Linked DNA regions of Mus musculus: region 1 is linked to region 2. A link is a contact called in public HiChIP or PLAC-seq data. All regions are on one chromosome and are shown on one strand. The core of a region is the stretch at or near the end of the contact, and the rest is flanking DNA. Distances in the headings are between cores, read along the strand shown.

Evidence for each region. HiChIP or PLAC-seq counts read pairs in DNA pulled down with a chosen protein or histone mark.
Region 1: an H3K27ac HiChIP or PLAC-seq map of microglia shows a contact between it and region 2, with 5 times the contacts expected there. The contact joins two enhancer-like sites. A contact is called at or near these places in 2 of 484 Hi-C or Micro-C datasets (bone marrow-derived macrophages and nephron progenitors) and 1 of 115 datasets of contacts at active chromatin or transcription factors (microglia).

The regions. Positions count from the first base shown.
Region 1 is chr3:104,399,003-104,406,771 of GRCm38.p6, reverse strand. No RefSeq gene overlaps it. Among named protein-coding and RNA genes, the nearest start is that of Gm38412, 6.3 kb to the left of the region's middle. Within about 2 kb of position 2,936, at least 38 of the 459 cell types and tissues checked have an H3K27ac peak or open chromatin away from gene starts, as enhancers often do. A contact at or near this core is called in microglia, where this site is marked.
Region 2 is chr3:104,014,534-104,021,992 of GRCm38.p6, reverse strand. Magi3 (membrane associated guanylate kinase, WW and PDZ domain containing 3) reads left to right here. Exons shown (of 21, transcript NM_001159354.1): 17 at 116-218; 18 at 930-1,056; 19 at 1,572-1,715; 20 at 4,354-4,492; 21 at 5,925-7,459. The coding sequence ends at 7,024. Among named protein-coding and RNA genes, the nearest start is that of Phtf1os, 50 kb to the right of the region's middle. Within about 2 kb of position 1,647, at least 7 of the 459 cell types and tissues checked have an H3K27ac peak or open chromatin away from gene starts, as enhancers often do. A contact at or near this core is called in microglia, where this site is marked.

The sequences.
Region 1 (7,769 bases), core at 1,687-4,186, 380 kb before region 2:
ACTAACCGTGACAAGGAGTGTTTGCTAGTGTATTAGTCAGGGTTCTCTAGAGTTACAGAACTTATGGATAGTCTCTAGATAGTAAAGGAATTTATTGATTATTTACAGTCGGCAGCCCAATTCCCAACAATGGTTCAGTCGCAGCTGTGAATGGAAGTCCAAGGATCTAGCAGTTACTCAGTCTCACGCAGCAAGCAGGCGAAGGAGCAAGAGCAAGAGCTAGACTCCCTTCTTCCAATGTCCTTATATTGTCTCCAGCAGAAGGTGTAGCCCAGATTAAAGGTGTGTTCCTTAAACTCGGAGATTCAATCTTCTGGAATCCATAGCCACTATGGCTCAAGATCTTCAAACCAAGATCCAGATAAGGATCTCCAAGCCTCCAGATAAGGGTCACTGGTGAGCCTTCCAATTCTGGATTGTAGTTCATTCCAAATATAGTCAAGTTGACAACCAGGAATAGCCACTACAGCTGGTAAGGGTAGAGCTGCTTGGTGTCACTACCCAGGTGTGTGTGTGTGTGTGTGTGTGGTGGGGGGGAGCCCCTTTGCCCAGTGAGTCACATTGCCTTGGTCAGAGCTGGTCCTCATGGAATAGTAGTTATGGAGGTGCTTGGTGTGGGAAGGAGACCATTCGGTGGGATAAGTTTTTCCTTTTCTTCATGATCAGGCAAGTAGGCCAGTGCCAAGATGTCAGCTGCCTTCATTAGCAGCCAAGTTACCCTTGTTGACTTCTCAAGGTAATTCTAATTGGCTACAGCCAGGGATAGCCACATCTACCTTTTATTATCAGTGACAGCAGCTCCACTGTTGGAAGTACAGGGAGAAAGGTCACATTGGAAACACTATTTTCAAGTACAGAGTCATTACAGGCAGAACTCATGGCTTCTACTATAATGCTGAAGAGTCTCTAGCCCAGTGTGGGGCCCTCTCAATTTTCTATTTCCTTTTGTCCCTTGTCAGGAGGTTGGCCTTGGGGATTCTCGTTCCCTCATTTTTCTTCATAGTATTGCATCTACTTCACAGAAAGTTCTAGATTGTCAAGGGCATGGCTCCAGGAGTCTCCAGTGATGAGAGATCAGGCTCTAAAGCACTAGGTCAAGAAAAAAACATGCTGCATTTCTGAGCCACATTGAGGCTTAGAGAGCAATGTATTGGGGTATATACACTTGCTATCTATCCCAGCACCCAGGGGCTGAGGTAGCAAGGTGGTGAGTCCTGAGAACCAGGCATGTCACACTTGCTCCCAACAGCAGGTCAGTCCCAACTCCCTGACATCTCTTCAATTTAAGTGTCCTGACTAGCATCTAGTAAGTCACCCCCCCCCACCTCTACATGCCCCCATGGCAGTGGGCTCGTGTCCCCATCACAAGACTCAATGCACTGCCTTTTATTTATGTACTTAGCATCTATCTTTCAAGATGGAGCGCTGGCTCTTCTAGAGCATTAATCAAGTCACTTTCATACTCTAACCTATGTTCATTGACAACTGGACATAATCTGGAGTCACCTTGAAGACAAATCTCTGCATCTCCACTAGGGATTTTCTACATTAGCTGAATTGACATGAAGAGATTCATTTTGACTCTTGGATTGGACAAAAAGGAGAGAGAGCGCTCAGTACCAGCTTCCTTCTGCTCCTGCAGCCATGTCTTTCCTGCTGTGATGGACTGTAGCTTCAAGCTGTGAAAACAAAACAAATCCTTCCTTCCTTAAGTTGATTCTCATCAGGGGTTTTGTCACAGCAGCACACAATGTAACTAATACAGTCCCCACCACAGAGCTTGGCCCTGAAGAATATCAACAGACTGAAGGGGGGGGGGAATGGATGCTTTGGTCAAAACCAACCCACTAACTGGGGCAAAGTGTTACAGTAGAAATAACATTGATACAGGGGGAATCAGGGTGCCCCTTTGTGGTTATGAGTCTCATTAATAAAACAATTTAAGAATGGACTCAAGCAGAAGCTCAAGGACAATTTTATTAGAGTTTGAAAGAAACCCCCCCCAAGGTGGGCAGACCATAAAGCTCAGGCACTACCCATAGAAGGAGAAGGGAGGAGAGAAAAGAGAAAGCCAGACTGTGTAAGTTGGCATGGAGGTCACAGAGGCATGGAGGTCACCAGCCATCATCAGGGAGGGAGGCTTTAGGGGCAGAGTAAGGAAGCCCAGAATGTTGGGAGAAGGCCAAATTATTGAGGAAAGTATAGTTACAAAAGAGATAGAAAGGAGAAGACACCCTTTTCTGAATAATTCTGCATCTCACGGAGGAACCAGTTATTTTTGCCTGTCTTTTGGCTTGTCTTAAGGTGGGCCTGCTTTCCTCAGGGTGAGCTCTTGGCCACGTGAACCACCCAGGCCCAACTGCGATCTGAGGTCTCCACTCAGGACAGGGTTTCCATTCTCTTTACCATGAGATTTTTACTCCAGTAAGTTGCAGTGGTTGTTCAAGTTTGACCTTTGGCTCGTCTACTTTGCTAACAAGAGTGGGGATGGGCTGAAACTCCACACACCTGAACACAACGATGGCTTTAGCAAGGTAATGTTTGTTTCTACAGGTAGTCACCTCATCTCGACTTCATGAATCCCTTGAAGAGCCAGATTCTTGCTACCCTGTGGCTTGCTTTTCCCTGGGCCCTACTGTCATGGCAGCTCTGCTGTTCATGGATCTGGCTGCCCTGGGCTGCATGTAACTACGTCATGGTCATGTCCCATCATCTGGGAGGAGAAAAGAGGTCTGGCTGTGGCAGAAAGCTATTTTTGGCGATATCCACTGCATCCATGACATCAGTCATACAAATGTATCCCACCCCCTAGAGTTTAGGAGTGCAGCCTTCGTTCTAGATGTGCAGCTAAAAGTGGGGTCTTATTACTCTGAAAGAAGGAGGAACCAGACTGGAGAGGAAATGACTGCCGGCTCAGTAGCCACAGGTCTTACATAATCTCTTTAACTCCCAGTTTCCTCATTCAGGAGCTAGAGCAAACCTCTTAGTAAAGTGTCTGGCATTCCCTAAGGGCTCAGTCATTATTTTACCATGGTTGTGGTAAGGGTGGCAGAAGGTGTTCACCTGAGAGGGAGCTTATGCATACCAGTGAGCCTGCTTAGTCTGAGTCTGAATGTGAGAACGCACATTCCTGTGCTATGGAGATGTGCTCATGTGGAGACGAGAAGTTTGGGGGAGTTGGCTCTATCCTTGTACCATGTGGGGCTCAGGGCCTGAACTCATATCATCAGGCTTAGTGTTGAGCCCTTTTACCAGTCAAGCCATCTTGTCAGCCCCTCTTTTTAGTTTTGAGGTAGCCTCCCACTAGGTTACCCAGGTTGCCCTAAAACTCACTCAATCGTCTAGGCAGGTCTTGAACTTATGATCCTCTGCCTCAGCCTCTGGAGGATCAACTAGAGTCAGTGCCATCAGACCAAACCTGACCCTGCATCTTAGCTAGCAGTCTGCTTGCAGGATGGCTTGGGTGAGCTACTCCACTTTCCTGCCCTTGTGCTTTCCCACCCATTGAACAGGGCTAGCTAGGAACAGCCCTTTCTTTCAGAGTTGCTGTGAGGATTATTCGGGATATTGTGTAGATAAAACATGGGTACTGTTTCACATAATATTGAACAATAAATACTGTTGGCTGCTTCTGTGACTAATAAAAGCAAGCCTAGCTTAGAATGACCTTGACATTGACCATAGATGATGGCAGACTTTGCACTGGGCTCTGCCCCACCACCAGATCTCAAAATTCAACTCATTCTAAGGGGCAGGGCAGCTGTGAGCAGGAGGCAGTAAATTAATTTGGCCATGGTGACTGCATTAGTATGCTTGCATTTTGAATTCTCTCCAAATAGATATGACCTTAAAAGCAATGGTGACATCCTCTTCCTTCTGCTTCTTGTCACCTCCCAAAGCTGCCTGCAGTTCTCAACACCAAATGAGCCAGGAGAGAGGCTCCTGGTCCAGGAGTCCCAGTTGGCACAGTCAACATGAGGGGTGGTGCTAGGCTACCGGCCTGGGGCTAGAACTGCCTGTCTGCGAGGCAGAGTTTACAGGAGAATGACAAGAGCCAGCACTGGATCAGTCAGCGCTGGATCCAGGGAGATGCACACCACATCTGCCTGGCCCCTGGAGGGAGCAGGAGGCCCTCAGTTTTCACACTTTGGAGGTTCCAGGCTCAAGAGAGTGATAAGATCTAGAGGAGGCAGAGTTCCCCTACCCCTGGATACTTTCTTCTTGCAGGAGCTAGATTGAGACCCTGTGCCATTCCCTTTAAGTGCCCCCTTACCTTGTCACCAGCTGAGTGGCTGGCAGGGGTTTCAGAGGGACTTAGGAAATGGATGACTTGGGAAATGGCTGGTGTCACTGTGTGTTTCCAGGGCATCCATCTTACCCAGCCTTTCTCTGAGGCTGTTCCACCCATTTGTTTTCACTATCGAGGGTGAGTCCCGGGCAAACCACCTGTACATGGAACGGCTGTTCAACGCCCAAACCTCCCAGTTTCATCAGGAGTCTGCTGCTGTTCTTCAGTTCTGCGGGGGTGGGAGGGGGAGGGGGAGGGGGAGGGGAGGGGGCGGGAGAGACTGGCTATCATTTGAAGTGAAAAATTGGACAGATCCTAAATGGGTTTGGGAAGGGGAATGGCTGTGCTTTTCTGCTTCCATTGCTCTGGGCTGCATTACGCTGCCATTAAAAATATATATAATCACGAAGATTATGTGGTGACTTGGAGAAATGCTCTCGTATAATGTTAAACAGAAATATCAAATCTCATTTTTTGTTGCCATGAATATAGCTGTAAAAATTATATGAACATCTAGATAAGACCAGAAAGGAGTATTTTTTAAGGATATAGGAGAGTAAGATCATGAGCATAATTTCACCTTTCTTGGTATATTCTGGTATCTAAATAAAAAGATATTTTAAGGGGCTACAGAGATGGCTCAGAGGTTGCTGCTCTTCCAGAGGACCCAAGTTTGTTTCCCAGTACCCATGTGGGGTGGTTCACTACAGCCTGTGACTCCAGCTTCAGAAGTTCCAAAACCCCTTTCTGGATTCTTTGGGCACTTGTGTGCAATGAACATACCCACCCATACATACACTTACAAAAAAAAAAAGATAGGAATAAATAAAAAAAAATTTAAATCTTGTGCACTGTCTCATACTTCCATCCTGCCCAGTTTCAGCCCTCCAACCCCCTCCCCCCCCAAAAAAAACCCACACACACAGAAGAGAAAAAAGAAGCTGAGCCAATGGATTTTTACCAGTCTGACTCCTTAGTATGCTATCAACTTTTCAATACATGTTCAGAGGAAAAGATATGACTGTTTTGAAAACAAACCTCAGGTGAACCCATTTCTCTGGTGGCATTCCTTCCAGTGTGTGGTGACTCACAGTGAACGGTGCCCCTGCAATGAGGGCCAAGGCAGGCAGGCAGCCAGCAGTCTAGGGAGGGGGGGATGGGGCTTGTACTCCTGGAGTAGACAGCAGAGGTGGACCTGGTAACCACAAAGCTGCTCACTTCTTCTTCATTGGATTTGGAAGTATGAACAGGAAAAACAAGAAATCAGCCTTTGACAGTATCTCCCAAAGGATGACGGGTTGAAGGCTTGGTTCCCAATCTGTGGTGCTGCTGAAGGGGGGACCTACCAGAATGAAGTTGGATCTCCAGGATACTTCTTTAAATGGGACATTAGACCCTCAGCCCCTTCCTCTCCTTATATTCCTGGCCGCCATGATATAGGCATCTCCTTTACAACTGGCTCCTGCCACAATATTCTGCCTTGCTTCAGAAATCTCAACCCCCATCTTCTGTAACAGAACCAACCTGAAACATCAAGTCAAAATGTTCCACTCACTGTGTGTCTGTGTCTGTGTCCGTGGTGTCCGTGGTGTCCGTGGTGTCCGTGTGTGTCCGTGTGTGTGCATGTGGAGGCCAGAGGTCAATGTCAGGTATCTTCCTCAGTTGCTCTCCACATGTGTGTGTGTGTATGTATGTATGTATGTATGCATGTATGTATGCATGTTTGTATGAATGTATGTATGTGTGTATGCATGTTTGTATGAATGTATGTATGTATGCATGCACGTATGCATGTATGTATATATGTAATCTTGGCTGTCTTAGAACTTTATTGTGTGAATCAGGCTGGGCCTCAACTCAGACTGAGATCTGCCTGCCTCTTCCTCTCAAGTGCTGGTCACCTTATTTTTTAAAAAACAAGGTCTCTCAATGATCCAAGAGTTCACCAATTCAGCTAAACTGGCTGGCCAAAAATCTCCAGGGGTCTGCCTGGGTCTGCCTCCCCAGTGCTGGGTTACAGATGCATGCCTGGATTTTTGGTGCTGGGGATCTGAACTTAGGTTCTCATGCCTGAAGGACAAATGTTTTACTGACTGAGCTACCTCCCTCTTCCTAACCTTTCCTCGGTTTTAAGTTGGTTTCCTCGGGCGTTTTGTTACAGTGATAGAGCACAGGAATGTGGATGGCATTCCTGCCACCAACCCATTGCAGAAGCTCAAGCTCAGCAGCGTCTCCCCAGATTAGGTCCAGTTTTAACCCCACTCTCCTTGACAGAGGGGCAGGAACACTCAAAGCAATGGTGCTGAGCGCTTGCCTTGCAAGTAGGAGGTAGAGGCCATCAGAAGGTTTCAAGATCAGCAACTGAGGGGCCAAGGCTCTTATGAACAGAGTGACTTCATAAAAATTAAGTGAGGTTATAAGAAAAAGCTTTGCAAATGCAGAGCCTGTACATTAGTTTCCTAGGGTAACAAAATTCTGTAGCTGGGGAGTTTAAACAGCTGGCAGTTAGTGCCTCAATTCTGGAGGTGGGATTCTGAGGTCACGGTGGCAGCGGGTTTTCTTCCAAAGCCGCCTCTTTGGCTTGTGGATGAGTGCCTTCCCTCTGTACACGGCCTTCCTTCTGTGAACACCTGTCTCCTAATCGCCTTTTACCAGGAAGCTAGGCACATTGGATGGCAGCCTACCCTAATGACCTCATTTTACTTCGTTCTTAGCTTAATTACCTCTTTAAGGACCCAATTTGCAAATACACTCACATTCTGGAGTTCTGGAGTTTAGAACCTCAACATATAAATTTGGTTGGAGTGGTTGGGAATTTGAGGTTTGCCACTATACAACTTAACTGACAATAGAACAGTACAGATATTTTTTTTTCTTGATTTACCCAGGACTGCAGTGACAGGCATTTAGAACCCAGTGGGGTACGGCCCTGCTGACCGCTTTCCTTGGCAGTAGCCGGTGAGAAGCAGGAGGAGATGCCAGGCAAAACTCTGAGCTCCTCCCTGCCGCTGTGAGGCTGAGCCCTTCCAAGTGCTGCCTCCAGCCTTGTTGGGCAGATAAATGAGCTGTCTGCCCATTGGCTTGGAACACCTTTTTGGTTTTTTTTGGAAAGCAATTGGCAAATACTCAGCAGTTACTAACTGGATGGAAACAGTTGTGCATGGCCATGGGTGTGGGTCTTTGATTACATATGTGATTTCTAGAATGCTCATAAAGGTGAATGTGTGTGTGTGTGTATCTCATATATACAATATATATTCTCATATATATGTGTGTATATATTCATACACACACACACACACACACACACACACACACACACATATTCTCACTCTCCTGAACTGAAGGATGGATGGATGGATGGATGGATGGATGGATGGATGGATGGATGGATGGTAGGGAAACCAGGCTGCGTTTCCTTCAAGTTCTTCCTTGGTTATTTACTTTCGCCTGCTACGGAAGGACCTCAGTGAACATTTAT
Region 2 (7,459 bases), core at 398-2,897:
GTGGAAGCCCTAAAGATGGGAACTGTAACCATCACTGTTGTTTACTTTAAGATCCACTTGGTCTTCATGTTTTCATGTACAGATTCTGATTTCTGTTGTTTTTTCACTTAAACAGAGCATCATGGTCCACCATCAGGAACAAACTCAGCCAGGCAGAGCCCAGCACTACAGCACAGGCCCATGGGACAAGCACAAGCCAACCACATACCTGGGGACAGGTGTGGCTATTCTCAGGTTTTGGGTTTTCTCATCTTCCTGCTTTTCACTATCCCACTCCCAGGCAGTAATGCACAAGCCAGATAGCCAAGTCTGGAAGAAAGCTGTTGGGTATCTCATCCTCGCGGTCCTTCCCAGTGCCTGCCGCCCTTTCACACCCTCACCCCACTTCCCAGCCTCCATGCTAGGCACAAAGGTGATAGGCAGCCCTGAGGCAGCACCTAGCCTACTTCTCTGGTAAGACTTTAGTAGGGGAGCCCAGCCCCACCTGAGTCAGTCTTCTCAAACTGCCTTACACTTGGGCAGTAATTTGAAGATATTTTTCCTCTGTTAAAAATATTATTCATAAAAGAAAACTAGGTTCCCAGAAATTCAGCATCTTCCCAGGCCTTGGGGCTTCGGAAGGTCCATTTCTCATGGTGACAAGGTCACAGTGTCTGCCCCCAGTTCAGTTATTTTTGAGTGCAGCTTTCTTTGAGAGCAACTCCATTAAATTCCACTGAAGGAAGGGGATGGGGTTCAGTGTTTAACCGACCCTGGAGAGAAGGAGCAGTCTTTTTTCCTAGCAATTCGGGTTCTAGAGATAGTCTGTTTACAGCAGCTTGTCAGGATAGAGGATGGTAAGGCTCAGCCTTGAGAGGAGTTGATCTGCTTTTCTTTTCAGACTGTTTCTCATTTTCTCAGTGCAGAACATAACTTGGTTTCTCTCACAGAATTGCCCTAGAAGGTGAAATTGGGAGAGATGTCTGCAGTTCTTACAGACATTCCTGGTCTGACCATAAGCACCTTGCACAGCCTGACACTGCAGTGATTTCAGTTGTGGGCAGTCGGCACAATCAGGTAAACACAGACACCCTGATGTTGATTTTTTGGGTTGCTGAATCACTGAACATTGGTGTTTTGTTGCGAATCTGTTCGGATACATTTGCTTCCAAAATTACTAATTTTTACAGGACTGGTAATGTGGTTGTCATTCACTACACCATACAAACAGAGAAGTCAGAATCGAGGTTAAGTATGCACAAGTGCATAGTTGTAGCTAATTAAATGGGGGGAGCTTTTGCTTGCTTTTCAGGAAAATTTGTAAAAAATCTCCGTAAAGTGGGTACTTTCAAAAATTCTGTTCTCTTAATTGTTCTGCTGAACATTGACTGACTATAAGAAGGCATAATCTTCAAATGAATCTATTTGAATTTATGACAGTTAAGTAGCAGCCCCAGCTAGCATTCCTTTCTTGCCACTTAGAACTGTATCAAGAGTATACACTATTTCCCTCAGCTATAAAGCAGATTCTCTTCAGGACACATCAGAAGCAGTGCGTGAGAGCACTCTGTCATGATGCTTCCTTCCCCCAGAGCCTTGGCTGTTACCCTGTGGAGCTGGAGAGAGGCCCTCGAGGCTTTGGGTTCAGCCTCCGCGGAGGGAAGGAGTACAACATGGGGCTGTTCATCCTGCGCCTGGCCGAGGACGGGCCCGCCATCAAAGACGGCAGGATTCACGTGAGTTGACCTTTGTTTGCAACCTCTGCTTCTGCCTCTAGGCTGGAAAGTTCTAGAAGGAACTGCTTTAGAGGGAATGCAGAAACCCCTTACACAGGAAACGGGTTTCTGCAGCCGCATGCCACCATTGTGCTTCCCCAGCTAGCCAGGGTTCAGAGCCTGATGGCTTCTCTGTGTCCAGAAGAGCAGTCAGTGCAGGGCCGATGGGTCGGTAAATCAAATCTCTTCCATCTTAGTACAGGTCCTGAGACAGCAGGATAAAACGACTTTTATTTTACATTTTCTTCTAAGACATAATAAGCCCAGGGAGGTTTTCTACTTAGATCCCTACAGAGGCAGAAGCCTCTGGCCCTGCCACCCGTTACAGTTATTAGAAAGACGAGCGTTCACTCTGTGCTGTTCCGTCACAGACTTTCTCAACCTTACAACACTAGTGCTCAACTTTTCAAACATATTTTTACCGTTTTATTAACATTGTTATAGTAACTGAAAATCACAGCAAAAATGGTCCCTTGCCTCTGCCGAGAGAAGTGTTCCCTTTGGTTTCTACAGAGCCCTGCCAGCCTAACAGAAACCCAAAGTTCCACTTCCCTTGCCTTCCCATTTTATTTTAAAGGTAAAAATGACACCTGGTGGCGAGCCTGTTCAATTACATGTTTTATTTACATTGTATTTATATTAAAATATATAGGTTTGTGGCTATAAGAGAAAGAGTGTGACTGAAACTATGCTCTCTCTCCCAGGATGAACCAGCCATGCTCACACTGATTTTCATTTCTGTCGGAATTACTTTCCTACTTTGTTGTTCATAATTCCTCAGGGAAATGATTCTTTTATCACCTACCAAAGGGGCTTTTTTCCCACTTATTTTGGACAATAAGGGCTTTGTTAATTACCTTTCTTACTATCTCCTGACCTGTAATCTTTATTGTCTTACTCTGCTTGTTTTTTTTTTCACTTTACATAATTGTTTTTGTCTGCTTGTTACCATTACTGAATACCTGAGACTGGGAAATCTATAAAGAGAAGAAATGTAATTCTTACACGTCTGGATCCTGTGAAGAAATCCCAGGCCAGGACAGTCTAGATGGTGGAGAACTCTAGTCCTATGGCAGGGAGACAGAGAATGCCTACGAGATGGGAGCTCACTTTTAAAACAACAGAACCCCAACATCTGGCATAAAAGATTGTTTCCAACAGTATTTCCAACCAGCACTTATCTGTGGCTGGTGTGTAGTCATATTGCATAGCACTGACTCTCCCACAACCCTAGGAGGTAGGACTCTGGTTTTCATATAACAGGTGAAGAAAATGAGAGACTGCTGATCTAGAAAAAAGTAAAGCCACATACCTGGACCCCACAGTACAGCTTCCTGTCTCGTCAATAGATAGAAAGCATTAGTTTTGATATGGGGGGGGGGGTTGGATTTTTGTGTTTTATGGTGTTTTGCCCAAATGTATGTATGTATGTATGTATGTATGTATGTATGTATGTACATACACATGTACGTATTTATCTGGCCCACAGAGGCCAGAAAGATGTGTCTGGTCCTCAGGAACTGGCATTAAAGAAGGCTGTGAGCTGCTATGTAGGTGCTGGAAATTGAACCCAGGTCCTCTGGAAAAGCAGCAGTGATGTAATTGCTGAGCAGTCTCTCCGGCCCATCCCCATCATCTCCTTACTGAGTCTCTGCTGTCACATTACGTACACATTATCTGAGTATCTTACAAATATTTGGGGTTTTAATATTCAGTAATATCTCACTGTTTGAAGTCAATAAATACCCTCAGTTACATGTCACCTTGATACGGATCTCAAAACCAACATCTTTATTCACGTTTCTTACTGTTAGATTTCAGCATATTTTTTATTTTCCTTTAAAATAGACACTTCTGGTAAATGACAACAGCACTGTGGTATCTTATTCCAAGTCCTAGCTTTCTGTTTTCCAGGAAAATGATTTTATATTTGTTACTATATACAATCCAATAATTGGTTTAAATAAGTGTTCATATTAATGTATTTTTTTTCTTTAAAATTTAATCTCTAAGTTATATCATTTAGCTAAAGCCTCACTCATGTATAGGATATGCTGGCAATACAAAAGATGGCCACTGTCTCGGGAAAGCTTCAGTGACGAGCAGCCATCTGCACCAGCTTTAGAAAACTAAGTCAGGATTAGCTCTTGCTTGAAAGCACCCTTACAGATTGTTACGTAGGTGCCACTCTGCAGGGTTACTTAGGGCTATTCATAAATGTCATCTTTTCTAGGGCTTAACTTTTGGGAAAAAAAAACAAATAAACAAAAACAAAAACCTAGATTTTTTATTATTTATTTATTTTACAATACTAGGGATCAGTCTCAGGGCCTTACAGATGTGGGAAAATGTGAATTTAATGCTTGATTTCAAATGCTCAGATACTGACTGGTAGCCACATAAAACTTGCTCATGCAGAATTTTTATCAAGTAAATAAAATCATGCATTGTGTTCCCATCAGCTGTCACTAAGATAGCACACTGTCTAGGTTAAAGACTTTACAAGTGAGAATGACTTAGCAGAGCTGAAGGGCTCTGTTGACAATGTGGAAATGAAGCTCGGTGCCATTTCATACAGTTGTCAATGTTCCCTGTCCAGGTTGGTGACCAGATCGTTGAAATCAATGGGGAACCGACACAAGGCATCACACACACTCGAGCAATTGAGCTCATTCAGGCTGGTGGGAATAAAGTCCTCCTCCTTCTGAGGCCAGGAACTGGCTTGATACCTGACCACGGTAAGCAAAATAGCTGAACACTCATGCTGGCACAGGGGGTGGCAGGAGGGAAGGGAATACCCCTTTGGAGGTAATGGACACATCGCTGGCTAATTCAGAAGTGGACACCAGAACCCCCAAAGAAAGTTACTGTGATGCAAATGATGTTTCCAAACAGTATATTTGTTGGAATAGAGTATTTTATATTTACTTCATCTAAAAGCACATAGTGCATTTTGTACAGGAACATGCCTGTAAATAACATTAGAGGTAAACAATTCAAATGTCTTCAGAATGCCCCAGCTTTATCCCCTCCTTGGCTAGTTACACATTGAAGAAAAAAAAAAAGTTATTTTCTTAAAGATACACTGAGTCCTAGGCATTCTTTGTCTCACTTAATGAATAAATGTAGAAGAACTTTAGGATTTTCTAGTTACTTACCAAAATAAGCTGCTATAGCCCCACTAGCTGGGGACAGGGAGGTAAACCTAACATATCTGTACACCTGCACCTGCACGGATTGTGAATGCCCTTGGCTTCACTATGTATTTTTGAACTGACACCGTGTTTTTAAAAATCACTTTGAGAATGCACGATCCTACAAATAAAGGCAGCACCATGCGCATTTGTGTCTCCCCTGCCCAACTCCCCATTAGAGCTTTTGCAGGGTAAGTGTAGACATAACTTCCTACAGTCCCTTCCAGCTGTGATCCTCTGGCTGTGTTATCTTCCACCGTCTGCTCATACAGCACGCGTTCCCAGGGACATCTATGCTAACTGTACTGGTTTGTTTTCACGTAGTCCTAGGCTTTTTCTCTTCCTTCTTCAGGTTTGGCTCCTTCCGGTCTGTGCTCCTACGTGAAACCTGAGCAACATTAAGGCTTTCAGGGCTTTTCTTGGTCTTTCCTTAAAAAGACTTGGTAAATTTGCATGTCTTTTAAATCACTTCTTTCATTTTCTTTTTAATTAAAATGATGCTATTAAATACATCTGTTTCTGTCTTCTGCACTTTTTCAATCTCCCTTTGACATTAAATTTGACAGCCTAACAACCACATTTTGGTTACCACAGTCTGGTGTTTTTCACTAGTGATTTTGGCATATTCTTAAGTTAAACAGTAATAATAGCTTAATTAGTAAGTTTACTGGACCAGACACTTTGGTCCACTTTGATTATTTGTATCTATCTTATTTAGCTAAATGAATATAAAGAATTTACAGATCATGTATGTCTTATAATACCTACATGAAAAAAACACAAATCTCCCCTCCATACATGAGCAGATATCTATAAGCATCTGCCTTTACAGAGAGCAATGTAAATGTGAATAAGCTATGTAACATACTCCTCAGGCTATGCAACCAAGTAACATTCACATGGCTGTCAGTTCAAAACTCACTGTTCCTCTTTATAATCCTTGAATGTAACAATGTTCTGCTCAATCACTTTTTAGGTGATTGGGATACTAATAGTCCTTCATCTTCCAATGTCATTTATGATGAACAGCCGCCACCTCTCCCATCTTCACATTCTGCTTCCACATTTGAAGAGTCTCATGTGCCAGCAACTGAAGACTCTCTGACTAGAGTTCAGATATGTGAAAAGGCAGAAGAATTAAAGGACACTGTACAAGAAAAGAAAAGCACTTTAAATGGAAGCCAGCCTGAGATGAAGTATCAGTCTGTCCACAAAACTATGAGTAAGAAGGATCCACCCAGAGGTTCCGGGCATGGCGAGAAGAGTCGACTAAAAGGAGAAAATGGTGTTACACGGAGAGGTAGATCTGCTAGTCCCAAAAAGTCAGTTAACCGACATTCAGAGGAACATTTGGAAAAGATTCCCAGGCCCCTAAAAAGTGATCCCAAAGAAAAATCTAGAGACCGCTCACTGAGCCCTAGGAAAGGAGAAAGTAAAGGTCGGCTCACCATTAAGGCGGGCTCTGGACAAGATCCCAATAGAAAAGACAGAGGACGGTCTTCTAGCCCCAAGAAGCAGCAAAAGATAGGAGGCAACAGCCTGTCAAACACTGAAGGCAAATTATCAGAGGCTGGGAGCCGAAGAGCAGCAGGCCACCCTAGAGACAGCACTGAACAGCTCCCAGATGGGAGAGAAAAGTCAGGGGTCAGCAGGAAAGATCTGAAGCAGAGTCAGCCAGGAAAAACCAGAACCAAGTCTCCAGAGAAAAAGAGCAGTAAAGTTGATGAAACATCTCTCCCATCCAAAAAGACTAGCAGCACTGCTGGTAGGGTAGTATCTGAAAAGGAAAAAGGAAAGAAGCCAACAGCAGGAGAAACAAGTAGAGAAACAGTAGAGCACACCCAGATCTCAGCAAAGCAGCTCAAGCAGGAAGCTCAAGAGAAGACGGCATTAGGTAACGCAGACGATCACAAAGGCAGAGAATCAGAGGTCACGGACAGATGCAGGGAGCGTGCGGGGTGCACACCTCAAAGTAGCTCTCTAGTCAAGAAAGCACCCATCACTCCAGGACCCTGGAGGGTGCCACGTGCAAATAAAGTCACAGGCACTACTGGCATGGCTGACAAACAGCTGTGACCTTTCATATAAAACAAAGAAAATTAAGTTGTAATCTTGTGCTAAAAACGCAACATTTTAAGGGGGAGAGGTGTGGTTTTCCCCCAGAAATTCTTCAATAGCAAGTCGTCAGGCTGCATGAAGGGCTTCTGGGATTGCTGAGAGCCACCTGGCCTGGCCGGCCCTTTCCTCATGCTCAGGAAGGAGCTACATCCAAGGGCTCCCCTGCCACACCCGCCACCCCCTGCTCGGCTGCTCCCTCAGCCTGACATGATCCTAGCAGTGAGCTCACAGCTCACTTTGTGTTTGTGCCAAGTTATCTGCTGTATCATGTCTGTTTAATCCTTCCCGTTCTGATATTTCCAGTCATCAAACAGTTCCGTTTGGCTTGAAGATGTTTTCAATAGCATGTTGCATGTTTACAGAGAGAAATATTCGAGTCCTTGCAGAGGAAGA